Regions from separate parts of the Mus musculus genome. Here region 2 is linked to region 1. The links are chromatin contacts, called in public Hi-C maps. All regions are on one chromosome and are shown on one strand. Each heading gives the region's core, a stretch centred on a gene start, on an enhancer-like site or on the middle of the called end of the contact. The rest is flanking DNA. Distances are from core to core; before and after follow the strand shown.

What was found. A called contact is a pair of places that touch in the nucleus more often than the background predicts.
Region 2: a contact with region 1 is called in a Hi-C map of liver, with 2.8 times the contacts expected there. The contact joins two enhancer-like sites. A contact is called at or near these places in 2 of 484 Hi-C or Micro-C datasets (cortical neurons and liver) and 1 of 115 datasets of contacts at active chromatin or transcription factors (liver).

The regions. Positions count from the first base shown.
Region 1 is chr2:64,130,186-64,136,145 of GRCm38.p6, forward strand. No RefSeq gene overlaps it. Among named protein-coding and RNA genes, the nearest start is that of Fign, 35 kb to the left of the region's middle. Within about 2 kb of position 3,631, at least 2 of the 459 cell types and tissues checked have an H3K27ac peak or open chromatin away from gene starts, as enhancers often do. A contact at or near this core is called in liver, where this site is marked.
Region 2 is chr2:64,457,827-64,463,425 of GRCm38.p6, forward strand. No RefSeq gene overlaps it. Among named protein-coding and RNA genes, the nearest start is that of Gm13575, 67 kb to the left of the region's middle. Within about 2 kb of position 4,010, at least 3 of the 459 cell types and tissues checked have an H3K27ac peak or open chromatin away from gene starts, as enhancers often do. A contact at or near this core is called in liver, where this site is marked.

The sequences.
Region 1 (5,960 bases), core at 2,381-4,880:
GTGCATGGAGAAGATCATAGTTCATCATTTATTATTCAAAAATTATGTAAAATATTTTCGTGATGGAATATGAGGAATGTGTTCCAAATGTTCAGGTGTATAAACAACACATAATAATTTTAGCTTAAAACATCAATATGTAATCAAAGAGGTATTTGGAGTTTTGTGACACTGATCTAAATTTAAATATTTTAGAATGCAGACTTTCAAGTATTTACCTTTCAAGTGAGATAGTGCTGGGGCACTCTTGAATGGCAAGAACATTCTTTATCCTGCAGGTATAACATTTTATTTCGTGTTTGTCTTATCAGGATTTAAACAATGTTGATTTCTCATTTCAAAATGGATTGCTTTGTCTTTTTAATTTTACGTATCCTTATGATTATTTTGGTTTCTTATAAAAGTCAGCAGCCATTATTGTTTCTTGTAGTCATATCACAAAAGTCCACATGAATGTTCAGTATATTCAGGGTGGCCATGCAGTGCATATTTCCCCATTTGCAGTCCTAATATGAAAACTCCTTTCAAAAGAGGCAAATGACTTGGGCCAGTATGGATGCAGAATAATAGTCTATTGTAAAGTATAAACAAACAAACTGATCTGCAGTGATGAATCTCTTTCCTTAAGTCTCCTCAATGAGTGCAAATTCTCTGGACTTGAGAGGTTCCAAAATTCTTAACTCTTTCCAGACTTGATCCATTTGTTGTAGAAATGAATCACCTCCAAATTATTATTTCAATTATGCATGACATTTAATAGTACATCCTGCAAAAGTGATAAATTCTTCATAATATTTAATCTCATTATAACTCACATTAAGTCTTTCTAGGAAGAGGTAACAATCTAGCTTTATTTGAGAATCAGAGACCAGAAGCTAATGAAGTTGTCCCTTTTCCTACTAACCCTCTATTTGCCTATCTTCCGCTGCAGTTTTTTTCACTCTTCATTTTGTATGTCATATTAAAAAAAAAACTTCCACAAGCTTTATGTTATATTACTGTACTTAATTCATATTTATTAGGAACTCAATACACATAACATACTGCTGGGTTTCTTCCTAAAAGTGTGTTATTTCCTCTCTCTCTCTCTCAACACACACACACACACACACACACACACACACACACACACACACACACACACACTGTCTCTTCCTCTCCCCCACCCCTTCCTTTTCCCCTCTCCTTCCCCTTCTCCTCCTGCCATCCCCCCTCTCACTCTTTCCTTCTCTGATTTTAACTTGTACCAAACAAAACAACCTAGTCAGCTGGAAGTCAGTCCAACTCCGGAAACCGTATCTTTCAACTCCATCAGCCTATGATTAGTGATTTTATTTTATGTACATGATTAAAACTTTTACTCAAGTGGTGCTTTTCATGTTTCAACTTTGGAATTTTGTTTGTTCCTAAAGTGCATCTATAAGGCTTGAATTATTAGCTGCCATTGACTTTAATTAAACTCATTATGGCTTCACATGTGTGGCACTTTCTAGGGAGGAGAAAACAGATTTTACAATGAGCCAAGTGGCTTAACATGTAGTCTCTCGGCAAATCGATTTAATAAGCCACACTAGGCTACAACTCAGCTAGTAACTTGAAGCTTGACCCCAGCCAGTGTTTTTTTTTATACGGGGAAAAATGTGTTGGTTTTCCTTATTCTTTAGCAAAGGATGCACTCTGCTCAAGTGAGTGCCTTCATGACTGGGACTGAATGGAAGTTCAGGCAAGAGTGGTTTTCTTATTATTTCCTTTATGTGGAAGGGGCTCTGTGCTAACGTAAAGAGTGGAGGAATGGTACAGGCTAATTAGGTCCTTCTTAGTCTGTCTCACCAGGGCATTCAAACATTCACTAAGGAAGGGAGGTTATCAGCCATACAAGTGCTGTGATGACCCAACTCCACAAACTCCCATCCAGATGCTGCCGGTGCACTGTGTGCTAACCTGTGTAGACAAAAACATTAGAACACTAGAAATTTTAGTCTGGTCCATGCCCAGCATGGTGGTGCACGTCTGTAGTGCTAGCATTCAGAAGCAGAGTCAGAAGTTCCTTCGCCCATGTGTCTGAGGCAAGTTCCAGGCAGTGGAGGGCAACATAGAAGAACTTACCTCAGAAAAACAGTAAGTAAGTAAGCAAGTAAATAAATAAATGTGAAGCACTCACATCTAAATTCTTACTGAATTTACATTTCCAAGTTGTGACTCTTAGTTTGTATTTTAATTATCAGTGTGTTTATCCTTTACAGGCATTTGAGTTCTCAAGTGCTGAGAGATTTAGAAAATGAAAGAATCACCCAAGGTCATCTGAGTGTGGAGAAACAGAGCAGCAGGCTCTTATATACTTTTTCAACAAGCTTTCCTATCTCTACGCATACTGTGAGAGCCACAGTACACATAGAATCCTACTGGGCCAGTAACCACACAGCAAACTTTCTGACCCCATCTACAAGGTGACAACTCAGAATGGGGACAACATGGGAATTTCTATCTTTGTAGTTTTCAGAGCTCCCTATGGAATGAGCAGGTTGTATTTATATATTAAAGATACAAAAATTGGGTTTGAAGGAAAAAGAGAAAAGGGAAATAAATGATATAATTATATCAGTTATAATTAAAAGGGGATCCAGGTTTAGTTCTTGTACTCATTTATTCAATAGCTCGCTGCTTAAACTTTTGCCAACCATGTCTTATTCACACATGGTCATACCCAGCATCCTCCTGGTCCTCTGTCCCTCCCCCCATTACTGGAAACTTGGGTTCTATTGTTAAGCTTTCCGTGAAGAGGTATTCCCTTAGAGGAGTTTCCTCAAAGCCAAAATGAAAGCCTCAGAAATGTCACTATGGAAACGTGGAGTTGAGACCTGTGCTTGGGAAGGGTGTTTATAAACCATCAGATTATGATTTTTTTTTGACTATAATCTCTGACGACCCTTCCTCCTTTTCTCAAAGTAAGCAGAGAAATGTGTCACCATAAAGATCTGCTAGGAGATGGTAAGATTATGGCTTTTCATTAACTTTTGAAGTTTACCATGGAAGAGGAGAATGGTAAGGAAAGGTGTGTGTGTGTCTGTGTGTGTGTCTGTGTGTAGGCGTAGAAGAAGGAGTGGGCAGAAAGACTCATCATAGAAATACACACAACGTGAGTATGGTAAGTTAGCAGGGGACAACGGCAAAAGAAATGGCAAGAAGTCTACTTAACCAAGGCTCACAATGCCATGCTTCTGAGACTCAAGAGAAACTATTCACCTTACCTGGAGTGAACAAAAACTAAGGAATTCACAGTGTTTCATTCTGAGTACCTTCTCGTATAATTCAGCAGTGTAAATTCTTTGGTGCTATTTATATAACGCATCAGGTAAACTATAGATTATACAGGCAGTGTTTTGATAGTCATATGTGCTTTGGGTTCTTCCCAGTAAATTAATGAAGTGGCTTTTAGATCACAACGTCAAATCTACCTGCACACAGGTGCCATAAATCATTATTCAATTAATACAAACATCCTGACATGAAAGCTCAGCAAAGATTTAATCATTAAAGGGAAGTTGATATTTAACAGATTCAAGGTCTCAATAAGACAAGGACTTTGTTTCTTTAGTACAGAGGGTAAATAGAACGTAGTGTTTGGGAAATGCTTACAGCTTCATTTGATTTCACTCCATTTTCATGACAGTGGAATGAACTGGGCCTCTGTATCGTCATGTGCAGAAGGAGAAGTAATCTCAGGAGTCCAGTGTGCTAGCAACCTGTCACTGGAAACCTCTTCCTTTTAGTCATTTGCTCTACCGAGTCTACCATACAAGACTTAAATTAGCTTTTACATTTCCTTGTCCAAAGTCATTGCTTGACTAGATCACCTCAAAGGACTCATTAATTTCACTCATAAAATTATCTGTCATAAACAAATACTAGATACAGAGTGATTGATTTTTTTAAATGAAGATTGCTTATTGTGGTCAAAACGAATTTAAAAGTTGAAAAAGTAAACTGTATTTTTTAAGTTCTGAGGAATTTCACTTGATGCCTTTCTATTTGGTGACAGACATGATCTTCATGTTATGCATCATTAAGACCAGAAGGAGAAGAACTGCATCCTAAAGACAACAAGGCACTTTCATCGCTGTCCCATAGTCCTCACTAAAAAGAGAAACCTCTCTGCACTTGCCTTGTCATTGCCAGACTATCAAGTAACAAGCTGAAAGCCACACTGTTCATTGCAGTCGCACTCTTACAAATCAATGCAGCAATAATAAGGTTTAATTAATGTTAAATTTGAATTGAATTTATTTCCATATAATCTATATCAGAGTTCTTTGGGGGTAAGATGTACAATATGTGAACACTTACCTAAAGTACTGAGAAGTCAATAGCACTGAGAAAGGCCTTTTACTCCACTCTCAGAAGGCATTCCCATGCATGGATAGTGAAAAGCTTTGTAACACAAAACATGTTGTGATGATATGCATGAGATGTAATTTTGGAAGTTACTTTATCCATGAGGATACTAGGAAAGGAGGCTGTGAATTCCATTATCTCTTAGGAAATAGTGAGCATGTCACATTCTACAACCTACAATAAAGAAGAGAAAACTGAGTTGAGCCCAGATGGTGCAGTTGCAGGCTCTCTACATGGTCTTATATGACATATCGTGATTCATTCCGTTCCTGCATCAAGGCATCCAAATGCTTCAAGCTCACAGAGTACTTTCTTGGCCCTCTCAATTTCCCTGCTTACAACATGTATTCTTTGTGTTAACAAGATATTCCTTTTTTTGTCATTCTGACTAATACTTAGCAGAAACCATTAAAAGGAAGGAAGATTCAGTTTGGTTTATGGTCTCAGGGGCTTTAAAAGCCCAAGATCAGCTGATTCTGATGTTTCATGGCCCATGATGAGGCAGAACATCATGGTGGAAGGGCATGCTACAGCCTCCATCTCAGGTATCCAGGACATAGTACCAGCAAGGAAATGGGGCCAAGGTATTATTCCAGTCCATGATAGTAGCGACCATCTTCATTCACTGATGCTGTGTCTTCTATAGAAATTCTGCATTGCCAGTGAGCTATGGGCATCCGTAAATGGATCAAACATTTGATTAGCTCAGAGCCCTAATAACCCCATCCCTTTGTGTTGACCAGACTTGGATCTTGAAGATCAAGCCTTTAACTTTTAGGGAGACACTTTGTATCAACTACACACTGTTTGTGACCCTCCCCCCATTCTTTTTATCAATTCTTAGGTGCCTCACAGACCCTCCTCCCCCAAACGAGAGAAGACAATCCCAGTTTCAAATTTTAAGCAAACAGCAACAGCAAAAGAAAAATTCAGCTACAGAATTCTTTCTTCTAGATAGAAAATTTCAATTCATGGGAAAGCATCTCAGGTGCTTGATTAAAACACAGAGCTGCCTCTCACTTCAAACTCCCCTTCCCAATCTGATCGAAAGGCAGCTGCTTGTTTACTTTTTTTTAGTCCTTCTATTTATTTACCATGGGATGTAAACACGAGTCAACAGGAAGTCACAGTGAGCGTGTCCTTATGACAAAATATCCTTGCTAGAGATGAAGGATGTGAAGGCAAGCATCATCTTTACTCACTCATCAGATGAATATTTTAGCACCGTGGAGTCTCTGTCCTCAGACAACCTCCTCGAAGAGAAGTGGCTCCCACTCACTCAGCTCTGCTTTCTCTCTACCTGCCTTTTCCTTTTTTATTAGATATTTTCTTTATTTACATTTCAAATGTTATCCCTGTTCCCATTTCCTCTCCGAAAATCCCCTATCCCTTCTGCCATCACCCTGCTCCCCAACCCACCCACTCTTGCTTCTTGGCCCTGGCATTCCCCTACACTTGGGCATAGAACCTTCACGGGAGCAAGGGCCTCTCCTCCTATTGATGACTGACTAGGCCATCCTCTGCTACATATGCAGCTAGAGAAAGGAGTCCCACCATGTGTTGTTGGG
Region 2 (5,599 bases), core at 2,760-5,259, 330 kb after region 1:
AGCTTTGATCTCCTTCCCTTCAGGGTTTTACTCATCTGGGTTTCAGTCATTCCCTCCATTAGCTGAAAAGATACCTCTTTCCCCTGCTGTTACCTCTGTAATTAGATGAAAGGAGAACTAAGATGCACGGGAGATGAGCGGATGATAGTGCTTTGGCTTCCTGCCAGAGTCTTCTAATGAAAATGAACGCTTTCTGCATCTGGGTCCACGGCATTTGTTTGGAAGAGAGAAGTTTGGAAGGCTAGGTGAGTGAAGAAGGGTGAGAGAGAAAAATATCCTCCGGCTGGAATAGATCCATGTATCATTTAGGAATTAGATTTATTTGGATTTTGTGAACATCAAGTGTATGTCAGTCAATCGGCATACACTATCTCATTTAATCCTCACGGTACAATGCGGTGGTAAACAGATTTTAGCCCACTTTTTCAAAATATGAAAAATGAAGCCGAAAGTGGTTCCAAGCTCCTATTTGCTTCAGTCTGGAACCCTTGCCTAGCTGATGTCAAAACTTAAGATTCTAATTGCTACAACATACTGCCTCCTAGTGGCCGAAGTTGGGTAGGAATCTAGCCAAGATCAGCTACTGAGGGGGTGGGTGGCATTTGTTCTAGATGGGAAATGGTATTAACCCTTCAGGCTCAATTCTCTATCTCAAAGGCATGCTGAAAATGTCAAAAGTATTCTAGATGCTCTAAGTCCTCCAATATTTTTTAATGTTTTTCTGAAAATAGATTTTTTTCTCATACAATACATCCTTACCACCACCTATGGTGTCTGCGCATGTGTCCATGCAATCACACTCACATACACAACTGTGGATGGACAATCTCACCAGGTTTTAAGTTTTATAATATAATCTTTTTTTCCTCTTTACTCATCAAATCAGGATACACAACTACCCTAGCTTTTATCTTTCTTTCTGATATTGTTAAGTTATATTTGCTAATAAAGCTTATGAACAAACTCACATTAAGGGCTTAAGACCTTCATTTTTAGGTTTTATTTTTCATTCATGGGTTTTTTTGTGATTATGCAGTGCAGGTGTCGGAGTACCCACAGGAGCCAGTAGAGAAGGTTGGTTCCCCTGGAGTTGTTGATTTGTGGGCACTGGGAACTGAACTCTGGTCCTTTGGAATGAACAATGTACGATCTTACCTGTTAAGCCACATCTCAAAGGCCCATGTTCCACTAAAGTTTAAATGAGTATCAAAGGCATAATCACTTGCTTAGTACTTAATTTTATTTATTTCATATCATAGATTTTTCTACATAAAATGCCTGAAGTCAGAGAAAATGATTCGAAGTAACAGGAATTTCAGGCCTTGTGGCAGATGGGTGAAAACATGATTTCTGCAAGGTTACCTATGCCCCATATTAGTTGAAATATATTTGAAAGGCACATGTTTACTTTGCCTCTGCACTCGGCTGACCCTACTGAACAGGTGTATTGAAATATTACACTCTTAGAGATCAGAGGCTGCTGATAATGGCCTTAATGCTGCCATTCCTAAATTTCTATTAAATGATGCCTTACCATGCAACATTCTGTACTTGGTCTGGTAAATGGGTATTAGTGACCTCGAGTCAACAAACTTTGCTTCTCTCGACACTGAGTAGCACCGTAGCATTTAAAATTCATAGTTGCATTTACTTTTTAAATAGAACTTCAAGTCTTTAACTACCTAAGCAGAAAGCTTGAACAAAAGATATGGCCTTTAATGATGGGGTAGGCTGATGTTACTGGTCATAGAAGTTATAGCTCAGTGGTTAGTGCACTGAGATGGCAGAACCTTCCCAAAAATATTTCTCCCAAGTTCCATGGGCACAACGCACTGCCAGGCTCTTGACTCTTTGCTGTGTCTGTGCATTGTCACCATAACGGGTAAATAATGGTCAGTAGTGTTGGACCCATCAGGCCGAGCATCTTTCTTTGTTTCTCACGATTCTCATCTCTGTTCTATAGGAATCAGCCACACCTCCCTTCATGTCCTCCAGTTCTTTCCCTTCATGGCCGCGTTAATGAAGTCTCTCTACAGCTACTTCGTCAAACTAGTGCATAATGACTGCCTCTGCACAGGGATGTGAGTGACTAGAAAGACTTAAAGTTGTCATTCACATTTTTTTCAGCATGGTAAAACACAGTTTAGAACATTCAAATGAACAAAATATCCTTACTATTTTTAGTAGCAAAGTGACCCCACCACCAATGAAACATTGGATTGTTTGTTTTCATCCACTAAAGTACAAAATACAGGGGGCCAATTCTCTTTTGAACAATGCACCAATGAATTATGTTATCATCATAATGACAATGAAAGCCCATTTGGCAATTAAAATAAATGAGCTAATTCTATGCACATGAACAAGGATACATGTTGAAAATACAATGGTGTGTGAAAATTCAAATACAGCATTCACATGAATTTAAAATCTGAAAACAATGTAACACTTCTTATGATTACATACATATGTAGTCAGCATAAATAAACTTGGATATGAAAGCAGCACAAGTATTTTGAGATTATTTTGTTCCAGCAAAAAAGTGGAGGATTTTGAGAGCATTCCCAGTATCACTTTTGGGAACAAAGGAGACCTCATCACTTTATTGCAATGCTTTATTGGGAAAAAGAAGCAAGAAGGAAATATTTAAAACTTTTGATCATGCATCACAATTGTTTAATCTCAGCAAATATGCATATTCACTGCATAACTTGAGGTATTTTCAAATACCTCAATACATTTTAAAATAACAGGAATGAAACTTTTAAGAGATGCTTCATTTTAAAGTAAGAGATGGATAGTAATCCTTAAAACTGCTTCCTCTAACTTTTAACCAAGATTCCCAAGGAGACACAAGAAAAGATGAAAAGACACCATTCAAAGTGGGGCACACCAACGAGCTGAGCTAGCTACCCATGGAATCTGGGGGGAATTGACTCACAGTGAAAGTTGAACAGGACTGGAGAGAGACAAACCTGCCAGCTTTAGGGGGTAACCATGTCTTTCTGCTTCCTGGCAAACAACTGTGTATGTGCCCGTGTGGTGTTAGAGTGCAGGCAGAGACCCCCAAATAAAACTTTGAACAATATGGTGACTGGTGTATAGTGGAAGAGTTTTGAAAAAAAATTACAGAAAAAAATAAAAAAGAATGGAGGAGATCAGATCACATGGCTGAGCCAAGTGAAGCCAGCCAGTCCTATTTCCAACCTCTGAGCTACTGTGGCTTCTGACCGCAGGGAAAGAAAGGAGACGTTCAATGCTTCTCTTTTGATTGTACAATGAGGAGGTGTTCAGCCACTGGGGGACCTTCATTTCATGTCCTCCTTCAACCTCGCAGCTCAAAAGCCATGTGCAATATATATATATATATATATATATATATATATATATATATATATATATATATATAGTTTGAGACAGGACATTTTTTTCCACATGAAAAGTTTTTCCTGAATCTCTTTATTGCCTATTCCTTTCTTCACTTTATTTCCCTGTAGAAATGTGCAGTATCTAGAGAATAAAAAAGGAAAGGAGGAAAGAGGGGGAAAAAAAGGAACCTGAAGCTTGCACAGCATTATTGGGAAGGACTAAGATTACATGCTGAAACTCCAACTTTAAAATAAGCGACTTGATTTGCATGATGTAACATTGGGAAAGGTAACTACGATTCGAAACTGAATTTCTGGATTTAGAATTCCGTCCCCTACATCCCCTGAAGATTTTTTTTTCCTCCGAAGAACAGGTCATGTACTCCTCAAAAGAATTTTTTTTTCTTTTTCAAGAAAATTCTGGCCCACCTTTATCTCTAATGGCCCGGCTGGGAGTTGCTATAATAACCCTTTTGCTTTTATGTGGCCATCTGGAGGCCTATTAAAAACACTATCTAAAACCAACTTCCCAAGTGTGCTGAGTTTGTATGTTTCCACCAAGTCACCAAAACAGGGCCCTCTTTCCTACTCTGAGGTGAGTGTACTTTGGAGTTCGAAGCTGGAGGGAGGAGCCGCACACAGCACAGTGCAGCTTGGCCTTTCACCCTGGCGGTTCTGGACAGGAAGTCAGAACAGTGGTCGATCCCACTGCCTCCTTTTCAAGGGTTTGAGGGTCTGCAGCAAGGCTTCCTTCGATCTCTGGAGCACTGTGATGAGATGGAAGAAGTGAGGGAATGCGGGAGCCGGCGACATTGAGAACTTAATGAGGCATCATGTTTCAACTAGATAATACTCCTTTTTGATTTGTGTGGAAAGCAAATATGAAATATTGAAATAATATTTCAAGTTCCCAATTTTTGTGGCACAAATCGAGACGCGGGAAGCGCTGCCCTCTCTGAAAAAATACCCCTTTCATCTAAAACGTGATCCAACCGAGTTGAGGACAGAAGGGCAGGTTGCGAAATGGAATTAGATAAAAGTTGGCGTTTGTCTTTAGTAGATTATTAAAATCACCACGGTAAGAAATCAGCTCATAAAGACGAAACAAGTTAGCAGGGGCCGCAGATCATTTGTCCCAAACAGAGGTTTTTCTCAACACTCATTAACTATCTTGCCCAGTAATGTGCTTGTAATCCTATTAAACCTGATACATCAAAAATTAAAAGAAAAAAATTTAGTTGCTGTCTCAAACCGCACTGCAACTCAGATCTAGGACCAAATAGGAAGCATTAATTGCTTCGGTGCTTCACCGCAAAGCCACTCTTAAAATATAATTCCTTAATGAAGTCCGTTAATTTGTTCATGGCAGTACACAAGCTGTTCAAAATGACACAGGATTGCACTCTGTTTTCTAACCCCTGCAGTTTCTTCTGTTAGTCACTCTGTCTTGTGTTGTTATCCCATGGATAGTAATTATTTTATAGTGGCTGTAATTAGGAGAGAATTAGGCTTGGTAAACAAAACCTGCCTTCTCCTGTTAATAGCTAAGGATAATAAATTTGGCTCTGACATTCACTATATTTGGACAAGGCTTGGCCTACTTCCAGTTTTCCCAATAAGAACGTTATTATATAATTATGCCTTGGAGGGGCTCATATTACAAGGTAATTTTTTTTGTAAAGACACATATTGCATGGCTTCCAGCCAGTAAGTGATATACTGTAATATATGCCTCCAATAAATGTTTTAAACGCAGTCTCTCTGAGAAAAGCCTTGCTGGAGCTGTGTGCTGCTCTTCAGCATGTATTATTTACAGGATTTGTTTGTTGAGCTCTTCATAATGTAAATTATTTCCTTCGGTCGCATTGTCCAACACTGTGGCAACTGTCGATTTAAAGGACACTTTTTTTTTCTATCAGTAAGTGCTATATCTGATCTACTCATTCAATTCTCATAGGTGATTTCTGTCAGATGGTGCCCCAAAGGGGCATTTAAATAACATTTTATAAGTTTGCAATGATTAGCTTGGTTTTTTTGCAGAAATTGTGCTTTCTTTGCTCAAACTGATTTTTTCCATTTTTAACATAAAATTATGTCACTGCCAGCCAGATTGCTGAGATTCATGTACCTTTTAGTTGATCCTTTACTGACAAGGCCACCCACACTTGTATAGATCAATGATAAGACATGGAATCACAAATGGTTAAAGCAAAGAGAACAAAATTTTATTC